2 separate regions of the Zea mays genome follow, and region 2 is linked to region 1. A link is a contact called in public Hi-C data. All regions are on one chromosome and are shown on one strand. The core of a region is the stretch at or near the end of the contact, and the rest is flanking DNA. Distances in the headings are between cores, read along the strand shown.

Evidence for each region. Hi-C and Micro-C count contacts between places; a contact is called where the count stands out from the background.
Region 2: a contact with region 1 is called in a Hi-C map of leaf mesophyll, with 3 times the contacts expected there. The contact joins the promoter of LOC100501252 here to the enhancer-like site in region 1. A contact is called at or near these places in 5 of 25 Hi-C or Micro-C datasets (endosperm, leaf, leaf mesophyll and 1 more) and 1 of 3 datasets of contacts at active chromatin or transcription factors (seedling).

What each region holds. Positions count from the first base shown.
Region 1 is chr3:29,940,751-29,945,934 of Zm-B73-REFERENCE-NAM-5.0, forward strand. It overlaps LOC100304403, which reads right to left. Exons shown (of 21, transcript NM_001165839.1): 8 at 1,414-1,527; 9 at 1,057-1,098; 10 at 789-902; 11 at 503-690; 12 at 1-116. Among protein-coding and RNA genes, the nearest start is that of LOC100304403, 18 kb to the right of the region's middle. Within about 2 kb of position 2,996, at least 1 of the 20 cell types and tissues checked has an H3K27ac peak or open chromatin away from gene starts, as enhancers often do. A contact at or near this core is called in leaf mesophyll, where this site is marked.
Region 2 is chr3:30,079,857-30,085,379 of Zm-B73-REFERENCE-NAM-5.0, forward strand. It overlaps LOC100501252 (Protein EXECUTER 2 chloroplastic), which reads left to right and starts at 2,826. Exons shown (of 11, transcript NM_001196022.1): 1 at 2,826-3,185; 2 at 3,262-3,378; 3 at 3,482-3,547; 4 at 3,813-3,919; 5 at 4,021-4,102; 6 at 4,218-4,928; 7 at 5,481-5,523. The coding sequence starts at 2,946.

The sequences.
Region 1 (5,184 bases), core at 1,746-4,245:
CATTTCTGCTAAGACCCTTGAATGGTGGGTTTTGACTCTGAGTCTCAAAGTCAAAATGGACAGCACTGGAATCACCTTGAGATACTTGAGGAGGAACATCAGTCCTATATTGGCTTCTGAAAATCATAAGAATTCATATTGTATTAGCATTCCAGTCAATAACAAAGCCTTTTAATCTCAAACAAATTGGGATAGGCTAGAGTTAAAACCCAACAGAACCCACAAGTCAAGGTTCGGGCACATGGATAGCCTTTTAGCATTCTAATCATGGCACAAAATTAACTACACAAAATGGATACCTAAATCTTTCATAATAACATTTAATGTTTTAAAAATAGTGAAACAACAATATGAAGGGGAAAGGGAAATTTGCTAAAAGAAACGATGTCAGATACTCAAAAAGTGTTCATAGCTGTAGGTCTGTAGCATGCTCAAGAAACTACAGCACTGGTCTAAAAAGTTAGTAAAGTACATTATTTTAGACTCCTACAAGAGATGCTACCTGCTTGAAAGAGAGGTCCCTCCCTTGTCATCATGTCCAGCATTTCTTATAGGAACCTCATTTGAAATATCTTGATGGTTTTTGTTACCAAATGCACCCCAATCACCTCTAGCTTGAACAGGGGAAGACATTGGGGATTGTACGTGAGGATACACCATCTGGGAGACAATATCAAGGCTGCTTTTGCTCTGAAAAAAGCAAAGAAGTTGTAGGAAGCACATGATCATGTGTTAAAACTTGACAAAGTAATGGAAGAATGTGTATATACTAAAGAGTCATATCGTACTGTAGTCACCAATGCTTTTCCAGCAGGAGGATTAGTAGACACAGGATTGCTGGTATTATTCGACAATTCAGTATGCCATGGAGTAATCTGGTATCGAGACTCCCTTAATCTGTCCTGCACCATCCAAGTTTGCATACAAGGCAAATTCAAAGTTCTGTAAGAAAATATCGGTAATATGTGCAGAAAACATGACAGGCTCATTACTGCTACAGTATGCCATTTTGCGTAGCAAAAAAATGCATATTGTTGGTAGTTTAGTATGGCTCACCTCAGTAACAATAAGTCGTTCCTGCAAATGTTTAAACAAAACCTACAGGGAAAAAAAACTCGACCGACGTTAGAAAATGGCTAGCTCAGATACTGGTTTCAATTGAATTATATTAGATACAATGTAGAAATAATTTGGTCACAGGTAATAAAAAAAGTTAATTGATCTCAGATTGGTTTGTATATGATAAACGCATGGCATGTATGTTTGTTGAATACTTCGTGCCAAGAAGAGAAAATGTATAGCGCTTAAATTCATTTCATCTGTTAACCTTATTCTCCCTTGAAATCCAACAATTCCAATGCATGCTTAATGACAGTACTCTTGCTACAGCAGACACAAAAAAACAGAACATACCTTTAAATTACTAACAATTGACTGAGCATCAAGAACTGAAGGCTGGAGATCATCATATTCGGACAGAAGAGGAAGCAAAGAAGATAAGAAAATTGATCTTTCTTGTTGGGCTGCCTGGATAGTACCATAAGTAACACTTAGGATCCTTACCATTTTTATTACAAAATCCAAACAATGAACACATCATGAGAAAAAAAACTGATATTATTACTGTCAAGGAAAGACAATCTTACATCAATATTATAACAACCAACCCAAGCATGTGTATGGAAAGCACCTCTTTATCTTTCACTTCATCCTACTTTCATGTAGAAGTGTTCACTAGGGGGTGCTATGTTTGGACTGTGAGGGCTTGACCCCTAATATTTCTTAACTTTTCATACCAAACTAAACCTATCACAGAAAGACCTAGGACCACATACCGAGATTGTTTGCCACTATCCCTAAGCGACGGGTCACCAAGCGAACAGTTCTCGGCGCCCTCTCCAATCATAGTTGGGTTTCAGATATTCAGGGAGCTCTTACTGTAGGTGAATTTGTTGATTTTTTTTTTACCCTTTGGGATATTGTTAGCACTATTCAGCTTCGGCCGGGCACTGCTGATTCTCATTTTTTTCAGATTGTCATCTAATGGCAAATATTCCACGAAGGCAGCTTATGAGGGGGTTCTTCCTTGGTTCGACAGCCTTTGAACCCTTTGAGAGAATTTGGAAAACTTGGGCTCCCCCTAAGTGTAGATTTTTTTTTCCTTTGGTTGATTGCCCATGGAAGAGTTTGGACAGCTTATAGGCTACAAAAGAGAGCTTGGATCAGAAGGCCCTGAGGCTGCTGTTGTCTGTGTCGCCCCGTCGACCGTTGACGCTCGAACGTCAACCCCTGAAGAACGAGGATGTGCAACACGCCAACACCTCGACTTCAGCTACCTTACCATTTAGGCGCTATCATCTAAAGCAGTCCATTCTCTTACATGGTATCGGCTAGATCTTTCTTCCCTCAACCCCACAGCCGCCGCACACATCCAGCTGCCACTTACTTATGCGCCGCCGTCCCCAGGAGGCTCATCCTTCCCTCCCGGGGGCGGCACCTCCCATCCTAGGCCAGCGAGCCTCCCCTTCCTTCCCCGGCGGCGTGTCCACCACCCCCAGGTCTGGCGCCCGCGTCGTCCACCTCAAGTCCAGCCCAGACGTCGCCGTCCTCCCCTTTGTCGTCCGTCCCCAGCCTGGCGCGGCGGCCACTCCTCCGGCCAGCACCGCCGCTGCAGCCCCACCTCCTCTTCTTTGTCGCCGCGTCGTCGTCCATGGCCCTCGTGGCCTCTCTCTTCCGCGCCCTAGATCTAGCGCCCCCGCCACCGGGTCGTGCCTGTTGCGCTTGCTCTGACCGGCGGTGCCCTAGCCGTCGTGCTCTCCTCGGCGCGGCGCTGGCCATCGTGCTCCTTCTTCCCTGCCCGCACCGACGCCCCAGCAGCATCTCCCTCTTCTTCGCGCCTCTCCTGTCGCTGGCGTCAAACCCCCCTGCTAGGCCCGGCGCAGGCCCCTGCCTGGCTGGACCCGCCCAGTCACCCTCTCCCTTCTTCATCGCCGCCATCATTGGATCCATCATTGTCGTGGCCTTCCCAGCCGGATCCACCGTTGTTGTGGCCTTTTCCGGGTGGATCTGACGTCCCCTTGGCCGAATCGCCGTCTTCATGGCTGGACCCGTCGCTGTCGTAGCCTTCCCGTCCGGATCCGCCGATACCCCTCCTATTCTACCCCGGGCGCAGCCACCCTAACCGGCGCAGACCCATGCGCTGCCGCCGACCTCCCTGGCAAGGCTCCTCGACGACCAGGCGTGAAAAGAAGCAAGAAGGCCCTGAGGCTGCTGCTGCCTATGTCGCCCCGCCGACCGTTAACGCTCGAACTTCGACCCCCCCTCGAAGAACGAGGATGTGCAACACCTCGACTTCAGCTACCTCGACATTTAGGGGATATCATCTACATGGAGTGCACACCGGTCTCTACTCTAGCCGCAACATTCACACCCTCACGAGTCACGACGCTGCGACTGCGGCGGGATTTCACCTTGTCGGCTCCTACCTTCAGCTTCTACTCTAGTCTCATCGTGTGCGGTGCCCCCATTGCGACTGAGGAGGGTGTTAGACAGTGTGTGTTCTATATGTATGTGGGTCGGCACCACTGTTGGGCCACCGGTCCATTAGGGTTAGGGTTCCTAGGTCTATATATATATATATATATATATTATTGGAATAACAGAAACCCTAACCCTACACTAGGGTGGGCTTGTATATTAATAGACTGAGTTGGGCCTGGCCCATTACAAATACAGGGGTACAATTCTAACACCCCCCCCCCCCCCCGCAGTCGCAACTCTATCCTGTACAGATGTTGAGACTGGAGCGAAAGTCTAAAAATACACTCGACGGTAACCCCTTGGTGAAGATGTCGGCGAACTGCAGCGTGGTGGGGACGCTGAGAACCCGAACGTCACCGGCGGCGACACGCTCCCGGACGAAGTGTAGGTCGATCTCCACGTGCTTCGTGCGTTGATGCTGCACGGGATTGGTGGAGAGGTAGACCGCGCTGACGTTGTCGCAGTAGACGAGGGTGGCGCGCTGGAGGGGACTGTGGAGCTCATGGAGGAGCTGTCGCATCCAGGAGGCCTCTGCCACGCCGTTGGCCACAGCGCGGTATTCGGCCTCAGCACTGGAGCGAGAGACGACGGGCTGCCGCTTGGCGGCCCAGGAGACGAGGTTGGCGCCCAGGAACACGGCGTAACCGGAGGTGGATCGACGCGTGTCTGGACAGCCAGCCCAGTCGGCGTCGGTGTAGACCACGAGTTCCGACGTCGGGGATGGTCGGAGTAGGAGGCCATAGTCGAGGGAGCCGCGGAGGTAGCGCAGGATCCGCTTGAGAGCGGTGAGATGAGGCTCCCGCGGGGTGTGCATATGCAGGCACACCTGCTGAACGGCGTAGGCGATGTCAGGTCTGGAGAAGGTGAGGTACTGGAGCGCGCCGGTCAGGCTCCGGTAGGACGTCGCATCGGCGACCGGGGGCCCGTCGTCCTCTGAGAGCTTCGCCTGAGTGTCGACAGGCGTGGAGCAGGGCTTGCAGTCGGACATGCCAGCCCGCTCCAGTATGTCGATGGCGTACTGGCGCTGATGGAGGAAGAGACCCTGGGGCCGGCACTCGGCGGTGATGCCGAGGAAGTGGTGGAGGGGGCCCAGGTCCTTCATCGCGAACTCCCGCTGCAGGGCAACGATCGTGCGCTGTAGAAGGTCGGCGGTGGATGCCGTGAGCACAATGTCGTCGACGTAGAGCAGAAGGAAGACGGTGTCGTCGCCGCGACGGTAGATGAAGAGGGACGTGTCCGACTTGGCCTCGACGAAGCCGATGTAGGCCAAGTAGGAAGCGAAGCGATTGTACCAGGCCCGCGGCGCCTGCTTGAGGCCGTAGAGGGAGCGGTTCAGCCGGCAGACCAGGTCCGGACGAGCTTCGTCGACGAAGCCGGTGGGCTGGCTGCACTAGACAGTCTCCGTCAGAGTGTCGTGGAGGAAGGCATTCTTGACGTCGAGCTGATGGATCGCCCAGTCCCGGGAGAGGGCGAGGGAGAGGACGGTGCGAACAGTGGCGAACTTGACGACGGGGCTGAAGGTCTCGTCGTAGTCCACTCCGGGGCGTTGGGTGAAGCCTCGAAGGACCCAACGGGCCTTGTAGCGGTCGAGGGAGCCGTCCGAGGTAAGCTTGTGGCGAAATAGCCACTTGCCGGTGACCACGT
Region 2 (5,523 bases), core at 1,576-4,075, 140 kb after region 1:
GAATGCTTGGGTCTGTTGAATGGAGGTGGTTGGGGGTGTATTTATAGTCCCCACCACAATTATAGTCGTTGGACAGAAAGCAGCAGTTTTCTATCGACGGGCGCATCGGACAGTCCGGTGCACATCGAACAGGGCACTGTTCACTGTCCGGTGCCTGCCACGCCAGCCGACTGTTGGGGTCTGTATCAGTCGACCATTGGATCCGACCGGTGCCCTGGCCACGCTGAGTTCCTCAGACCATTTCTGACCTTCTGACCACGATGGCAGTCGACCGTTGCCCCCTATGGTGAAGTCGACCGTTGGCTATGATCTCACCGGACAGTCCGGTGCACACCGGACAGTCCGATGAATTTTAGCCGCGGAGCGCTGAGTTTTTCCCGAGAGCGGCTTGTTCGTCGGGCGCGCCAGCCTGGGCACCGGACACTGTCCGGTGCACCGCAGGCTGGTGCAAGTCTGATTCGCCCCATATTTATAGAAATGGTCCAAGGGTCCATTTTCCTTACAGATATATGTGGACTTTATGCACTTGAGAAAAAAATCAACTAGGCAAACTAGTTAGTCCATAAGTTTTGTGATGGTCGTCAAACACCAAAATCGATTATAGGAGATGGTTGAGGTCATTTCCCTTTCAGTCCTTGCAGTGTTCCAGAGGACATGTGGTGTGCCCAGACCCCTTCTAGACTAGAGCCTTCAGTGCTTTAGTGCCTGAGGGCCCTTTGCCCTGTTCAATATTTACAGGAGTGGACCTAGGTCCCCGCTAGAGGGGTCTAGAGCCCTTTGCAGTCGTTTATGTATATGTGGCACTCTCGGATCTCAGGAATTAGGTAAGGGCCACATGTTACTCACGGAGCCCTTCTGGCTAGTGAATGTTGTTTGTGAAAGGGTGCTTCTTTGATGGCCCAAGTGACGTTGGGTCCCTTTGGGGGTACCGCATGGTGGGAGCCTCAGCTAATTATACCTCTATTTTTTCAGAGGTGTTTTGTCACCTTAAACCACCTTATAAGTGGGGGTTATAGCCAGTCTTCCAACGTAGGCATTTGTTTGTAGCGTCTTGGGTACCATATCTAGGGACTCTGAAAACGTCTTATAATTTAAAATGAAATAAGTAGAATTTTATATGTAGCAACTTTTGGAAAATTGTGTGAGATTTTATTAGTTGTATTCTTACATTATTTATTTTCTTTAGTATTGACCATCTTTGGTAGACATGTTATTTGCTACAAAATTTCAACAATTTTCTCCCATATATTTTTTTTTACCAATTACAATACAGGCACAAACGTTGACATACATAACTTGAGCTCCTATAAATAGACATTTCCTTTGAAAGTTTTATAATTTAAGAAAGTATGTTTTCTACTCCTATAAATAAGCATTTCCTTTCAAAGTTTTATAATTCAAAACTGAAAAGTATGTTTCCTACTCTGATCAAATTATAGTTCCTTAGAAAGGTTTTTCATATTATTAAATCAGTTGGCGCTTGCTAAATGGTACATCGAGTTATCGACTATGATTTCAAACTATACTAAATAAAATGGACAGTAAGGTTTCATTCCACTTCAATAAAATACTAGTAGTTGCCTAGGCATCGGTATGATTTTATATTTCGTACTAGCTAGTTGACCGTGCTTTGCTACAGTTTTTATATATCATATAAACATGTATTGATATATTTATATTTACTCAAATATAATCATGCACTATTTTTTTATATAATTATTGTTTATTTCTAAACATTAAAGTACATGTGGTATGGTGTTAGTTGAGCAGGCGAGATCAGGTGCTGGGCAGACGCAGTAGTTGGCCGTGCGGGTGCTGGGTCCACATGACAGTAGCTGAGAGAGCGCTGCGTGGGCATAGGGCACGGCCCTCGAGGCGGGGCGGGTCTAAAGTGTCAGCACGGATGGTGAAGCCGTATTAGCACCAGGTGCCTACATTAGTTTCTTAATAGATTAAAAAGTATAGATATGAAGACATTGCTTAAATGAGATAGTTATTCAAACATGATTCAAACTTATAGATTAGTTGAGTGCAAATGACGAGATATGTGGTGTGAGGTCAAACAAGATAGATTTTTCTTTCTCGTTTTTTTTTCACGCTCGTGAGATTAGGGACAATGAGGGAGGAGGTATTGGACTATAGCTTACCAAATAGGATGTGCTTAGTGGGTTGACCTAAGATACGACCTATTTAATAGTGTCCCGCCCGGCCCGATTCAATTTAAAGTAAATATGTGCCGTGCCTGAGTCGCCTTCTCGATATGTAGTGTTCGATATGTAGTGTTGGTTCGATCTGGCAATGATTTTTATTTTAGAATTATTAGTATATATATTTATAGTATATATTCTTTATATAGTACAAATGAACAAATGGCGTAGTGATTAGGGGACAGTAGTTTGTTTCTTGCGATCTCATTCAACGAGAGAAACTCTAGCTCCTACGTTATAGTAGTAGTGACACTGGAGTTTGACCCTTTTTTTTATATAAGCTTGACCTTTTTTTTATATAAGCTTGACTTTTTTTCTTGGAAACGTGAAACCTACGACATGCTGTCCTGAGTTGATCAATACAATGGCGGATAAAGTGAAATGGCGGATAAAGTGAAGAAGAAAAAACTGCATCATTGTTGTTTCATGCCGTAGCTGCCAAGGAGGAATGATTCGTTATTATTTTTCCTTTCTATAAAGTTGAAGGGAAACAATTATACTACTTCTGAATATGATTTTTTTTCGATCTTTGAGATTAGCCGAAAGGAATGCTGAAGTGTACTGCAAGTCTGCACATAACAACAACACACCAACAACGCATGGTCCCACCCCGTCCCTCGCTCGGCACTTTCCAATCAGGCCGCCGTCCTCCTTATCTGAATCGCGTGCCTTCCAGGCTTCCAGCCCTCTGCCCGCTGTGCCCCACGCCCGGCCCCCCGATCCGACCCACCCAGCGCCATGTCCCCCGCGTGCGCCACGCCGGCGGCGGCGCGCCCGCTCAACACGGTTCCGACACGCCGCTCGCCGCCCTCTGCCGCGCGCCCGCCATCGGCCATCCCCGCCCGCCGCTCCGCCGGCTGCTGCTTCTGCGCCTCCTCCTCATCCTCGGCATCGTCGCCCTCCACCTGGGACTGGACCCGATGGAGCCGCCACTTCGACGAGGTCGACCAGGCCGAGAGCTACGCATCCCTCCTCCAGGTAATCGCCATTTCATCATCCTGTAACTTCTAATCGAAGCAATCTGATGATCGCTCTTTCCTCTCCGACCGCGCAGTTCCAGCTGGAGGAGGCGGTGGAGAACGAGGATTTCGCGGAGGCCGCCAAGCTCAAGAGGGATATCATAGCGGCCACAGGAAACGACGCCGTAGCCCACGTCATGGCCGAACTCAAGGTCCGGAACTGCTTTGTGCTGCCTCACATTCTGTTCCGTTTACCGATTTTCTAACTACAGCATTGTTTCATCTGGTTGCTCTTGTCCTTGTAAATTAGCGCAGAGTGCTATAGAGGAGCAGCGGTACCAGGACGCCTCGAGGTTGACAAGGCTTGCTGGGACCAGCTTGGTAATTACCAATACATCACTGATTACTTTTTTTTCCTGTACCTTTTGATTCTGTCATATGCATTCAGGGACAGAATTATTTGTCTTTTAAAGTCACACATTGCACATCCCATCCTAACTAACCAAACTATTCATGTGGCGAATCGCTAATCTTGTGCCAACATGGTAATGAACCTAATAAAAAAGACGACCCATGATAGATGATAGTGCCAAAACCATCCATTTTCATAAGGAAAAGCTCTGGCTTCCAACCATTTCCATTTCAGGTAGGTTGGTGGGTGGGATATGCTAAGGGCATTGATGATTCCATTGGGAGAATTGTACGAATAAGCCCTGGTGTTGGCAGATATGTGGCCAAAAGCTACAGCCCGAGGTGCGTCTCACTAAGTTTGTAACTTAATCTTAAAAGTCCACATCAGACAAGTGTCTATATATTGCACAGTTCCATCTTACCAAACACTTGTTTTTATGCAGGCAATTGGTCACTGCATCTTCAGGGACCCCATTGTTTGAAATTTTCCTTGTCAGAGAAGATGACAAGACATATACAATGAAGGTGCACTGATCAAAGTGATTTCATCTTTATCATAATATTTAAACAGTTAAGAAAAGTAGAAGGAAACCTCTGTTGTGCACAGATTTGATATTTGTACTTATGAAAAATTAGACAGGTAGTACACTTGCGACCAACAAAAGGAACTTTAGGTGCATCATCCATATCATCAGCAATAACAGAAAGCCCAGCAACGGTAGAGACACCAGAAAGTAGTGCTATATCTGATAGTATTACAGAGGAGGCAAATATAGATACTCCAGTAAAAGGAAATGGGGATGCTGAAGAGAAAGAGCAAGATGTTGGTAGCAGCAAGGATACTAGTGTTGATGGATTTAAAAGTCTTTTGAATTTTTTTAAGTCTCGAATTCCTGAATTCAAAGTTCAGGTGATAAATGTTGATGTGTCTGAGGAAACTGAATTGGCTGCAAATTCGTCCGAAGAATCAGTGCAAGACGATGTGAAGAGTACTCCAGAAGGCTCATTGGAAGAGCCAACCACTGAGGAACTTGAGCAGGAGGAGGATGTTCCAGAAGAAGATATGGATGAAGAAAGTAAAAGTACGAAAGTGAAGCTTTTTATCAGTGGTGTGGTTCACAATAAAGAAGATGCTGGAACAAAATCATACGTTCGTGTTCCAGCTGAAATAAATAACATGGAAAAAGACTCCTTTGACCTGTACATTCCTGGAAATGGTTCTGGTCATGATCTGCCTGAAACGAAGGCTGCAAAACAGAAAGTTGCAGATATGGCTGCTAAATTAGCCTCAGAGCTTATGCCGTCTGATGTTGCCAAGGCATTATGGGGTACAACCAAGAGTTCTTCAAAGGTAGGAATGACATGGATTTAGCTATACATGCCTGCAACTTCGAAAAATTTATTAATTATGATTTATACTCATGTGCATCAATGCTTGTTCACAGTTGGGTGAAATCTTATAATCTAATTACAGAAGTCCTGAAATTTTGTAAGGCATTAAAGGCACCAAGATCCTAAAGATGTTTGTTTAGGAACTTTTCAAGTCTTATGTGATGTACAGTTATATCAGTAGTCTTGCATACCTTCCAGAATAAGCAAACATGATTGTTTTGCTCTATACAAAAAGGTCAAGAAACTGGGTGGCCTGAACTGGCTGGACGATTTTCGAACAACTTGATGGTTTCTGGATTTGTAACCTTAATTACTATTAGCACCGATTGGTATTCATTATCTTATTATTTCCAGCGTATGCTGCGGTTTTAACTGATTCTATGCTGTCAAGATCACCTTCCATTTGCCCATTTCATCTTATGCCAGACGGCTTCTCTTTATGCTGTCTTTTGCCACCAGTTCATACCATCTTATTGCAAGCAAGTCAACTGACAGATGGTTGTAACTGCAGATAAATAAAGAAGTTCAGGAGCTTTTAAGGCTTACCTTAAGCA